Regions from separate parts of the Capra hircus genome. Here region 1 is linked to region 2. Evidence: chromatin contacts called from public Hi-C data. All regions are on one chromosome and are shown on one strand. Each heading gives the region's core, a stretch centred on a gene start, on an enhancer-like site or on the middle of the called end of the contact. The rest is flanking DNA. Distances are from core to core; before and after follow the strand shown. Region 1 overlaps SLC28A1 (sodium/nucleoside cotransporter 1). Region 2 holds the start of WDR73 (WD repeat-containing protein 73).

The links. Hi-C and Micro-C count contacts between places; a contact is called where the count stands out from the background.
Region 1: a Hi-C map of blood shows a contact between it and region 2, with 5 times the contacts expected there. The contact joins the enhancer-like site here to the promoter of WDR73 in region 2. A contact is called at or near these places in 3 of 5 Hi-C or Micro-C datasets (blood and liver).

What each region holds. Positions count from the first base shown.
Region 1 is chr21:21,856,763-21,863,315 of ARS1.2, forward strand. The region is part of intron 11 of SLC28A1 (sodium/nucleoside cotransporter 1); the gene reads left to right. Among named protein-coding and RNA genes, the nearest start is that of SLC28A1, 49 kb to the left of the region's middle. Within about 2 kb of position 1,604, at least 3 of the 5 cell types and tissues checked have an H3K27ac peak or open chromatin away from gene starts, as enhancers often do.
Region 2 is chr21:21,597,555-21,603,727 of ARS1.2, forward strand. WDR73 (WD repeat-containing protein 73) reads right to left here and starts at 2,964. Exons shown (of 8, transcript XM_013972954.2): 1 at 2,642-2,964; 2 at 1,823-1,890; 3 at 1,433-1,521. The coding sequence starts at 2,682. It overlaps NMB (neuromedin-B), which reads right to left. Exons shown (of 3, transcript XM_013972955.2): 2 at 5,982-6,154; 3 at 3,706-3,967. The coding sequence ends at 3,902.

The sequences.
Region 1 (6,553 bases), core at 354-2,853, 260 kb after region 2:
TATATTGTCAACCATGTTGGAGAAGACTCTTGAGAGTCCCTTGGACTGCAAGAAGATCCAACCAGTGCATCCTAAAGGAGATCAGTCCTGGGTGTTCATTGGTAGGACTGATGTTGAAGCTGAAACTCCAATACTTTGGCCACCGGATGCGAAGAGCTGACTCATTTGAAAAGACTCTGATGCTGGGAAAGACTGAAGCCAGAAGAAGGGGACGACAGAGGATGAGATGTTTGGATGGCATCAGCGACTCGATGGACATGAGTTTGAACAAACTCTGGGAGATAGTGAAGGACAGGGAAGCCTGGTGTGCTGCAGTTCATGGGGTCGCAAAGAGTAGGACACGACTGAGTGTCTGAACAACAACAGCAGCAGCTTACCTTTCCCAGCACCCAGGCTCTCCTGATGGTGTGCCTGAGTGGGCCAGGGGTGACAGAACGACCTGAACTGTCCCCTTCTCTGGTCCCAGACTCCACTTGTCTTTCTCTCCTGTGTCCTTGGGGATGGGGAAACCCGCTCCTCGGTGCTCCCTTCCCTCAGAACACCTAGGCCACACTGGGAGGCTCAGCTCCACATACTCACAGAGCTGTCTGGGCAGGATGGCTGCTGCCACGTGATTTTCAAGAAGGCCCCTTGCACTCTGGGGCTTTGTCTTCTCCTGGCAAGTTCCATGTAGAATGTTAGCATCTGGTTTACAGCTTGTCTCACCTGGGCCTAGGAAAGGCCCATCAGAGCTGGTGCATGCCTGCTCCTCCCCTGAAACTCACCATCAATTGATTTTGGAAGGAATTTGATATTTCAGAAATGAAAACTAAAGACTTTCGTCCCAAAACTCTTCATGGTGGCTGTTGAGGGAGGGGCTACCCTATTGTCTTCAGGACTTAAAGACTTTCTAATTTTTTAAAAACTAATTTATATTTGGCTGTGCAGGGTCTTTGTTGCTGGACACTGGCTTTCTCTAGTTGTGGCTAGTGGGGGGCGGGGGTCCTCTTCATTTCGATGTGGGGGCTTCTCATTGCAGTGGCTTCTCTTGCTGTGGAGCACGGGATCTAAGGTGCATGGGCTTCAGTAGTTGTGGTACATGGGCTCAGTTGCCGCATGGCATGTGGAATTTTCCTGAGCCAGGAATCAAACTGGTGTCCCCTGCATTGGTAGGCAGACTCTAAACCACTGAACCCCCAGGGCAGTTCGAAACTTAGAGCCTTTAAATGTCTTAACTTTGTCCTGGGTCCCACAGGCAGTTGAAAGAATGGTGTTCTTTCTACCACACGAGCATGAGCGTTGCTGCTATTACTTAAGACTTAAGTACTGGAAAAACTCTTAATCCCTTTCCCACAATCGTCTTACAACTCAGCCTCTTTTCTTTCCCTTGCTTGAGCCAGAGCCCAGGCCTAGCCCCAGGCAGGCAGGCCTCCCTAATGAAGAGGCCCGAGGTCGCACTCCCCTTTAGCTCCACAGAAGGTGCAGAGGCCGCCCAGATCAGGCACATGGCTGCGGGTCTCTATCCACAGCCTCTGGTCTGGAAGCCCCAGACTAGCACCCTAGCTGGCCTGCTGAAAGGCCACATCCCCTTCCTCCTCCCCTCAGACCTCTGGATCTGCCTCCAGTCTGGCCGCAGAGAAAATCTCTTCTGCCCCCACCTGGCTCTTGGCTGCCACTGCAGCAACCAGGGAGGGGGCGGGAGTCGCTTCCTCTCACAGCCCTGCCATCCCACCCTCTCCTCTCTCTCCTATTACTCTCTCCTCCAGGCAGTTCCTAATGGAGTCTTCGGCTCTGCCCTTAGCCCCTGAATTCCAGAGAGATCTCACCTCTCTCTCTTCCTTTCTCTTTGATGCTCAACTTCTGGGCTCCCTCTTCCTGCACCTTCCTATTGCTAAAAGCTGATATTTCTAGACCTGCACTGTCAGACAGAGTCAGTTGCCACTAACTACTGTTGAACCTTGAACTGTGGCTGGTCTGAAATGAGGTCTGTGAGACTTGGTGTGAAAAAATCAATTAATATGTTTTATTGATAAGTTCTAGGGCTTCCTTAGTGGCTCAGAAGGTAAAGAATCTGCCTGCAATGCAGGAGACCTGGGTTTGATTCCTGGGTTGGGAAGATCCCCTGGAGAAGGGAATGGCAGCCCACTCCAGTATTCTTGCCTGGAGAATCCCATGGACAGAGGAGCCTGGTGGGCTATAGTCCATGTGGTCGCAAAGAGTTGGACACAACTGAAGGATTAATACTCCACTTTACTTCATTGATAAATTTTTTTTTCATTTTTTGTTTTTATACTTTTTTTTTTTTACTTCATTGGTAAGTTTTACATTGACTACATGGGTAAATGATATGTCAGATATATTGGGTTAAATTAAATACATCATCAAAATTAATTTCATCTATTTCTTTTTACCTTTAAAGAAAGATTTATTTTTATGTATTTGTTTTTGACTCTGCTGGATCTTTGTTGCTGAGCAAGGGCTTTCTCTAGTTGTGGTGAGCAGGGGCTCCTCTCTGTTGCAGTGTGGGGGCTTCTCTGGTTTCAGATCATGGACTCTAGAGCACAGGCTCAGTAGCTGTGGTGCTCTGGCTTAGTTGCCCTGAATTATGTGGGATCTTCCACGACTGGGGATTGAACTCTGGCATTGACAGGTGGATTCTTAACCACTAGACCACTTGCTAGAAAACTTAATTCACAGGTGTGCTTTCCATTATATTTCTATCAAATGACACTGGTCTAGACTTGGTCTGAAGTCCCAAGGGACCTCAATGAATCCTTTCATTGTGACCTCTACACACATGTCCCTTTTTAGCGTGTTTGCCCAAAAAACTCTAAAGCAGCTGCGAGCTCTCTCTCTAGCCCCAGAAACTGGTCTCCTTACCTACTCCTCTGGCTGGGGACCACTGTGAGAGGAGATCCAGATGTGTACCTCAGGCTGTGAACACGTCATGGGTTGAGGGGTGGCCACTGATGTTCCTCGATCAATTGTACAAGAGTGAGAGCTCCTGGGACGGAGTCTGGGGCTTCTGAACAGGGCCGAGCAAGAGTCAGCCACATCCTGAGTCTCCCCATGTGTAAAATGGGCAGAATTCCTGCCTACCTCATGGCAGTCTAAGAATTAAATGCAATAATAGCCAGAAAACACCTGCACAGTGTTGAGGAAGTGATTGTCCTTTCTCTGACATGCTACGGTCAGAAGTCAGTCCTTCCAAAACTGGTCTCTTTTATGCTCTGGGCATGCTTGTCGATCAGTTGTGTCCGACTCTTTATGATCCCATGGACTGTAGCCTGCCAGGTTCCTCTATCCATGAGATTTTCCTGGCAAGAATACTCGAATGGATTGCCATGCCCCTCCAGGGGATCTTCCCGACCCAGGGATTGAACCTGCGTCTCTTGCTCCACCTCCCGCATTGCAGACGGATTCTCTACTGCTGAGCCCCAGGGGAAGCCCTTATGCTCTGTAGTGTCTGGATTTACTTCCTTTCTCAGTAAAGATCTTTTTGAAAGTTCAGATGGAGGGTTCCTACCCTCTCTCCCTCTTCACATAGGAGAGCTTTGGGTAGAAAAGGGTGGGCCTTGGACAGGAGTGGGCTGCAGGATGCTGGGGCAGAAGGCATTCCTGAGCCAGGGTCTGGAAGCAGGGCAGGGGTATGTCATGACCCCGAGGAGTAGCTGGCAGGAAGGAGTGTGTGGGCTGGCCCAGTGCCCCAGAGAGCCCTGCTGGTGCAGGACTCAGCCCTTTCCAAGATGAGCAGGAAATGACGGCCTACGGCATTTGAGGCAGTGGCCACAACTGACCCACTCAGGGCAGCACCCAGGAGTGTGACACCTGCAGGGTGTGCTCCCTGCTGAGGCTCGAACTGGCAAACCAGAGGCAACCTCCAAGCTGGAGGAAAGGGGAGGGTCCTGGCGGCTGGAGGTAAAATCCCAAGATTCCTGTGGTGGCATTGTGCCCGCTAGAGCTGGGCAGCCCAGGAGAAGGACGCCAGCCAAGACCCAAAGGTCAGCCTATAAAGTCCAGAGAGGACGCCTGCCTGAGGCTGGCTATTCCCACAGGATCAGCACGGCTGGCACATCCAGTGCCCCTGATGGGTGTTTGGGGGGTGGGTGCTGGAGCCAGTACACTCCCTTACCACTGAGAGGAATCCAGGGGCTTTAGAAGCAGAAGAAGGATATTACAGGGGTTTCAGAGCCTCAGCAGGTCTCCCAGGGCTAGTTCCCTGTCAGCAGATGCTGGTACTTCCCTGGGCTGCTTCTCTTTAAGAACTATTCATTTATTTAACTCACTTATTCAGCTGAGCCGGCTCTTAGCTGCGGCACACGCGCTCCTGAGTCTTCACTGTGGTTCGTAGGGTCTTCAGTCCTATAGTTGTGACATTTGAGCTCTTAGGTGCAGCATGTGGGGTCCAGTTCCCTGACCAGGGATCAAACCTGAGCCCCCTGCATTGGGAAGCCACTGGACCTTAGCCACTGGACCACCAGGCCCCCATGGGCCTCTTTGGCCTTCTGCTTTTGTTAACCTAAGCATGTAGCTTAAACTTACCTCCTGTCTTTTTCTTCTTCTTTATTTAAAATTTAAGAACTGCAGTTGATTTACTATCAACTTTAAGGAGAAGTCTTTTATTTTTCTGTCTATAAAAGCAAGATATATCATTGTGGACATTTAGGAAATATGCAAAAAAGCTGAAAAATAAGAAAATTGTTCTGGCCCTACTAGCCAGGGACAGATAATTGGTTGGCATTTTGGTGTATTTCTTTCCGATCTTCTTTTTATGCAGAGTTGTGGAGTTTGTTTTTGCCCCCATCATTGTGGTTACGCTCTATATGCAAGTTAGTGGGCGTTTCTCCATGTTATTGTGAAGCCTTGGTAACCATTGTTTTTGATGGCAGCTTGACAATGCTTAGCTATTCCCCCATTGTTACATGTTTGCGTGCTCAGTGTTCAGTCCTGTCCTACTTTTCATGACCCCGCGGACTGTAGCCCTCCAGGGTCCTTTGTCCATGAGATTTCTCAGGCAAGAATACTGGAGTGGGTTGTCATTTCCTGGGTTGAAGATCCAGGGGATCTTCCCAATTCAGGGATTGAGCCTCCTGTGTCTCTTTCACTGGCAGGTGAATTATTTACCACCGAGCCACCTGGGAATCCCTTATTATGTGTTTGGGTTGGTTCTAACTTTCCCACTTGGTAAATAACACAGTGGTGAAAAAGTGTCCCATCTCTGTGAAGAGAAGGAAGCAAAGGGTTTGAGACCACAGTAAGGATACACTTCAGGAAGGAAGACTCTCAGGGGCTCTGGTTGCTCCATCATCTTGCTGCAGAGTGCTTCTATAGCCTGACAAGAACTGGGGCCCAAAGGGAGGCTATTTTAGGAGATTTCCTTAGAAACAGTTCTCTGACCACAGGAGTGGAGATAATGAGTTGTTTTGAAGTGGTGAGTTACCCGTCACAGTAAGTGACAGAAGGGGTCCTATAGAGGGAAGACGTCCCTTTACTCTGAGGTCACATTGGGTCACATCTTGGGTAAATTCCAACTCTTGGGCTCTGTGAGCTTTGTCTGAAATCATCACAAGCCCCTCAGCCAGTGATGAAGCTGCCCTCAGATCAGTGGTCAAAGAGAGACAGCCTAGAAGAGAAGGAAGAACCTTGAACTTGGAGCCAAAAGACACAATAGGTCTAATTCCTTCTCTTCCTGTATTATGAGAAAGCCATATTTAACCCTTTGGGGGCCTCCGTTTTCCTGTCTCTCAAGTGGGATAACAATACTCACCCTGCCTAACTTCCCGAAGTCCTGCCTATAAGGCTCTGTGCATGCAGACTGTGGCCCTCTACACATAGAATGTGTTAATATTATCAGTATCGATGGCAGCAGGACCGACGACAGTGACGCACCAGTGGGGTGGGGCCCGTGTTCCCCTGCTTCCCTGGGGCTGCACTTCCTGGGCTCCACTTTCCTCTGGCATCCCTCTATAACCCTGTCTGTGCTCCCTCTTGCAGATCGACGCTGCCTCCCTAATTGCGGCCTCCGTGATGGCTGCTCCTTGTGCTTTAGCCCTCTCCAAGCTGGTCTACCCAGAGGTGGAGGAGTCCAAGTTCAGAAGCGAGGAAGGTGTGAAATTGACCTACGGGTGAGCACAGCAAGAGGGCCTGCGCAGAAGGAAGCTGAGGGGTGGGCAGGGACAGGAGCAGAGTCAGGGCTGCAGCAGGTCCTATGTTCTCTGCCGTTCACTGTCTTTCACCAAGCCCAGCCCATCTCCCCTCTCAGCCACTGCCCTGCCTATGGCTTACCTTGAGAAAATGCAGGATCCAGGTCTCGAACCTTATTTCCTAGTCTCTGACCAGCGGGATGTGCTTGGTGCGTGTGTGTGTGCTGAGGAGGGCATGAAAACCACGCCACCCCTCTCTACATGACCCCAGCATCAGCCACTGACAGAGTGGGCACTGTCCTTGGCTTCACTCGCCTCCTCATATCTCTTCATCATAGTCTTAGCAACTTTTGTGCAACATTTAATTCTAAAAAAATATTGAAAGACAACACTTTGGACAAATGTACTTGTGGATACAATGGGCGGCCCCA
Region 2 (6,173 bases), core at 1,714-4,213:
TTAGGGGAGTCACAGAGGTTTAACAGCGTATCAGAGAAATAACTGGAATGTATCAGTGGACAAACATAGTCCCGTTCCTCCTGGCACCTCCCACCAGAAGTTAGGTGGGTTCCTCCAGCAGTAAAAATACAACCAGTCAATCATCCAGTATTCACTGTGCCAGCCACCTTGTTTAGTGCTTAATCACGTTGAATTCTTAGAACTACCCTGTGACGTGGACACTATAATTATCCCTATTCTAAAATGACAGAGCTAGGGTACAGGGAGCTTAAGCAACTTTTCTAAGGTCACACAAGGGTTATGTTACACATTTGAACCCAAGTCTGTCTAACCAAAGTCCATGCTCTTAGCTGCTGGACTACTATCTCCATGTGAGGAACCAGAGGAGGGGAAAAGGAGGCGGCCACAAGAGAAAAGAGGAGGGACTTGCCTGGTGGTCCAGTGGTTAAGAATCTGACTTGAAATGCAGGGGATGTGAGTTTGATCCCTGGTCGGGGAACTAAGACCCCACATGCCACACGATTTCCACATAACGCAACAAAGATCCCAAGTGCCACAACTAAGACCCAACGTGGCCAAATAAACAAATATTTTTTTAAAAAAGAGAGAGAAAAGAGGAAAAGCCAGGGGTGAGGTGAGACGTAAATCAGGTCTCTTATCAAGGCTTGATTTTGGTGTGGTCCTGGCTCCTGAGGGGTGGAGACGAGGGAGAACAAGAGCACCAGGAAGAAATCTACTCGAGGGCAGCAAAGGCTGAACTGATCTGGCCGATGAGTCTGAATGATTTCATAGTGACATTAGGCAACCATCAGCTTTTTTCATCACGCATTCTTTTCTCCTGGCTTCTGGATTGCTGGCCGTTTCTGAGATGCCTTCTACTCTGAACACTATTCATTCTCAGTATTCCTTGTGGGTTCAGCTTCCTATTCCCATTCTTCAAATGTGCTCCCTGAGGTTCTGTCTTTAGCCATCATCTCTTCTTACTCTTTACACACTACACATTCATCTGAGCTGATCTTAATCATTCTAAGGTTTTAACCACCCTCCATACTCTAATACCTCCCTAAATCTGTTTCTTTTTTTTCACACCTACAGGATCTTCGTTACCCCTACAAGGGTTTGAACCCAGGCCCCCTGCAGTGGAAGCACAGAGTTGTAACTGGACCACCAGGGAATTCCCCCTAAATCTATTTTTGATAAAGTATAATTGACTTCTTGCTCTAGGAGCCCTCTGTAAATCACAGGACTTTCTGTAGCACTTACCTCTCTGCATATCTGTCTGTCTTTATTAGACTATAGGGCAGGCCCAGTGCTTACAGTTTCTCTCTCTCTAGTACCCGGGAAAATATTCAGTAGACAAGGGGAGCTCCATAAAGGTTTAATAAATGAGTAGAAGCAGACACATACATTCAGCACATATATTTCAAGTTACCTGGTTTTCTTTCACAGAAAGTCTGAGAGGCAGTATGAGATGAAGAATCTCATTTTTTTTCAGGCTTTCATAGCCAGCAACCAAGATTCCTGGAAAAAGAAGCAGAATATGCTGGGACAAACTGCGAGAAAGATTGTGAACCATGGCTGGGTCTAGACACTCTGCCATATCTCCCAAAGCAAAAATAAACCCCTTTGCCACTGGTATGCCACTGGGGGATTGGAAGAGAGCTAGACAGAAATATAATGCTGACAGAACAAGAAATTGCTGTAAGTGACCAAGAGGTCCTCAAGCTCTCAGAAATGGTTGGGTCCCTCTAGGCTGAGCTCCTTGAGTCCCAGCTTCAGGAGTGGGATTCCATCTCCTTCAGGGTCATGAAGGGCATCTCACCTTTGTCACCAATCCATTCAAGCACTCGAGTGGCTCCCGAGAGGTCGAATGCATGGAAATCTTGGTACCTGGATGACAGAGACATGATGTCACACACTGATGCATGGCCCTTTTACGACTGCTCAAGATGAGATGTCAGCATGGTTCGGTGGTTGGGGGCCCAAGTTTTGGAATCAAGCAGAACTGGGATCAAATCTTGTTACATATTTTACCCTCTGTGTGACTGGAACCAGGCCAGCCACAATTTCCCTGAGCCTCGTTCTCATGTGTAAAATGGAACTCCCAGAGTACCCTGACTTCACAAGGTTGGTGTGCGGAATGGAGACAATCTTTGTTTAAGGTTTAACTCAGAGGCTGGTGCAAAATAAATGGTCACTTGCTCCCCGGGTGGCTCAGGTGGTAAAGAATCTGACTACAATGCAGGAGACCTGGGTTGGATCCCTGGGTTGGGAAGATGCCCTGGAGAAGGAAATGGCAACCCACTCCAGTATTCTTGCCTGGCTAAGCCCATGGACAGAGGAGGCTGGCCGGCTACAGTCCATGGGGTCGTACAGAGTTGGACACAACTGAGCAACTAACACTATAAAACAAAAACTACGCTATTATTATCCCCCACAAGCACGGCTCCTACCAGTACTTCACACAACTTGCACACACAGAAAGGTGCCATTTCCCAGAAGCGGGAGCCGAGGCCCAGACGGAGTCCTCCGTATAGGTCCCGCCCCACACCAGGATTCCCCACATGCTCCACCCCGCGCCCGTCGGCCCCCAGGCCAGTTCCCTGGCCCAGATTCCACGTCCCAAGCCCACACGATTTACAAGCGCAAGGACTCCACCAGCCAGTCTTCCGCGGGCTCCATGGCAACAGTCGCTTCCGGTATTCTATTTCCGCCTCTGACTCTTCCTGGGCACGAACGGCCTTCTCGCGAGGAGTGGGCGCGGCCTGCTTTGACATGGGGGCGGGGCCCAGAGATGCCCTAGCGCAGGCGCAGACCTGCTGTTCCTTTGCCAGGCTCGGTCTGAGGTTCTCCGGATAAACTCTCCTGGAAAAATGACGTCAAGTCAGGGATTCCCAGGATGTCAATTCCAGACGGGGCCTGAGGGATCAAATACACGCTGGTTTTATGAACGTGTATTTGCAGATCAGAGGAAAAGGCCAGATAAAATCCTCCCTGTTAAATTCGAATAGTATGTAAAACAGCGAGTAGTTTTTTTACTTAAGTATGTCCATGCAAGGACTTCTTGGCAGTGCAGTGGTTGACTTCGTGCTTCCAATGCAGGGGCAAGGGTTTGATCCCTGGTCTGGGATCTAAGATCCCGCGTGCCATAGCGCAGCCAAAAAAAAAAAAAAAAGTTATGTCCACGCAATATTTAGGATATCTTTTTAATACGAAAATATTATTCATTGTTTATCTGAAATTCGACTATAACAGTGTCCTGTAGGTTTATTTGCTAACAGTCAGTCCCACAAGGCCAGAGAAGAGAGTAAGGGGACACTGGGGTCTGGATCCCAGCTCAGCTCTCTCCTTTGTTAACACTGGGCACTCCCCTCAAACCATGGCGAGTAGATAAAATCAGGTAAGCAAAGCCCTCCCGTGTAGTGTACGCAGTTCCCTTTTACAGGTGGGAAACAGGAGAGACTTGCCTCTGCCAGTAGGTGGCAGCGGCGAGAGTAGAAAAGCGGCTGGCAGAGGACCTGGCATCCCAGCAGGCACTGAGTGAGTACCTGCTTGCGAATGAGTGGATGAGCAGAAGCCCAGAATCAATCCCAGGCTGGTGTTCTGGGCTCTTTGGGGCCAGCCCCATCTCAGTGAACACTGGGTCTTCCAGCCTCCTTTCCCTCCCATCCCCTCCAGCACAGGTAGAAGGAGAGGACCAGACAGTCTACGTAAAGAGCAGGGTTTTATTCACAACTTCAACAGGGAAGCAAGAAATACGGCAGGGACAGCATTTGCATCTGCACCGGCGATATTCCTGACAGCCCAACCGGAAATCACGGTAATGGAGTGACAGAGATGTGAGCCCATGGTTTACATCCAGATGGGTCCCATACAGCACCTTCCCTGGGGAGGCACAATCTCAGCCATGTCGTCGTGTCTTCCTGATTAATAGCGTCACTTCTGCAGCGTTTGCACCAGCAGCCTCCTGTGCTGAAGGGGAACACACAGAGGAATTGGCCCCGGGCGGGGGTGGGACAAATGATAGGGGCATCCTGCCATTCCTAAGTGGAGGGCACCCACAGAGGTCAGCAGGGGCAGCCTCCCCACCCCACCCAGTACCTTTCTCCCTGTAGGGCCTGGGAGGGGTCAGGGCAGTGGTTTCCTCAACCTCACAGAGTGGTCATGACAGTCAATGGAGATCCTAGAAATCAAGTCGAAGCACCAGGCCTGACCCTGGGCCAGACACTGTTCTGACTCCCCAACCTCCAGCTCCGCCCTAGACCTCACTTCTGAAGTCCCACCCCCCAGGGCTAGGTACTGCTGCCTCTGAGATTCTCGAGTTGGTCTTCATGTTTCAGGCCTTCAAGATCAGTGGACCCAGAGGGGCCATCATCTTCCTTCAGACCCAGCCAGCCTGAGTTCGTAGCCCTTGCACCTGAGGTCTTTAGGGGCTGTGCAGCACGTGAGGTCTTAGCTTCCCAGCCGGGGATCAAACTCGTGTCCCATGCAGGGGGAGCAAAGAGTCTCAACCACTGGGCTGCCAGTGGAGTACCAGGCTGGTGGTTCTGTGCATCAGGAGGGCCAAGGTTGACTGGGACTGGGGATGAACTTTCTTTAGGGAATGTCCCTCCCTTCTTTCAAAATGTACACAGTATATGCTAGGCACAGTGGGAGACACACAGTTAAGTCAGCCACCGGCACAGCCAGGGAGCTCACAGACTGGTAACAGCTTCTGTTTACTAAATGTTTTCTATGCATTAGGCGTCACGCTCAGCATGTGACATAAATGGTCTCATTTAAGGGAAGTGGGACACTATTATTCCCATTTTAGGGTTGAGGAAGATGAGGCTTAGAGAGGCTACATGACATTTCTAAGGTCCCACAGCTACCAAGTAGCTGGATTATGAGCCCAGCATGCTGTCACCAGAGTCCACATTCTACTATACCTTATTATACCTTCTTCACAGAGCAACAAAGTACCAAGGAAGGTCTGTGGGATAGGGAGGTGCCAGGAGCAGAGAATGGATGAGCTGCCCCTCCGCCAGGCTGGAGACAAAGGCTGGCTTGGCTCCAGCTCTGGGGCCTTGAACCCTCTGTGTGTGCTCAATCACGTCGGTTGTATCTGACTCTCTGGGACCCCATGGACCCCGCCAGGCTCCTCTGTCCATGGGATTCTCCAGGCAAGAACACTGGAGTGGGTTGCCATGCCCTCCTCCGGGACCTTCGAACCTACATCTCTTCCATCTCTAGCACTGGCAGGCAGGTTCTTTACCACCAGCACCACCTGGAAGCCCCCCTAGCCCAAGCCCCATAGGTCAGTGGTTTACAACCAAGAGTAATTTTGGCTCCCTCCCATGACCCCTCAGCAGGGGACCTTGGGCAGTGTCTGGGAGCATTGTTGGTTGTCATAACTGTGGGCAGAGAGGGAGGCTGCTAAGCTTCCTACAATGCACAGAACAGCCCCCAGAATGTAGGACTGTCCCGCCCAGAAGAGCAGGAGGGCTGGGGCTGAGAAACCCTGCCAGTGGTCACTGAGGCAGATGAGAAACTGGGAAGAGCACTGATCAAAGTGAACGAGGTCCAGACTTGGCCCTGGCTGCTGACTCACTCTCTTCATCCTTTCTGTGGGCACCAGGGTCCCAATAAGCACATACAGGGCACAGCAAAGGTGGACAGCAGGGGAGGGGCAAGTCTGCATAGACCAGAGGGTGAGGGTGGGGTGGGAAGGTCCTGCTGGAAGAAGCTGGATAAGTCCAGGCTGCACCTTTAGACTGGGCAGTGGGTAAGGAGGAACGTCTTCCTCTACTTTTTTTGTCCCTTCGGGTTTGCTGAGAAGGTCAGCTCCCTTTTTTTTGGAATCCTCCCACTTTGAGCTCTGGATCACAGGGAGAGCCTAGAATCCCTGGCTTTCCTGGGCCTCTCCTGCCCTGGCTGGGCACTCACACCCTACGCCCAATGCGGAATCCAGGGGGAGCCCTGGCTGAGTTCTCCTGGCTCACCTGGGTGTGAGGTGCTGGGACACTGAGGCTCATGCCCAGAGCTTGCTTTTGCAGGAGGACCCTGAGCAGATGATGACTCAGCTGTCGTGTCTGGTCCCTCAGGGAGGTGTGGGGAGCTGTCCCCAGTAGGGATGGGCTGGGGGGCTCCAGGCTCTTCTTGCCCATGAAGTGACCTAGAAAGGAAGTGCCAAG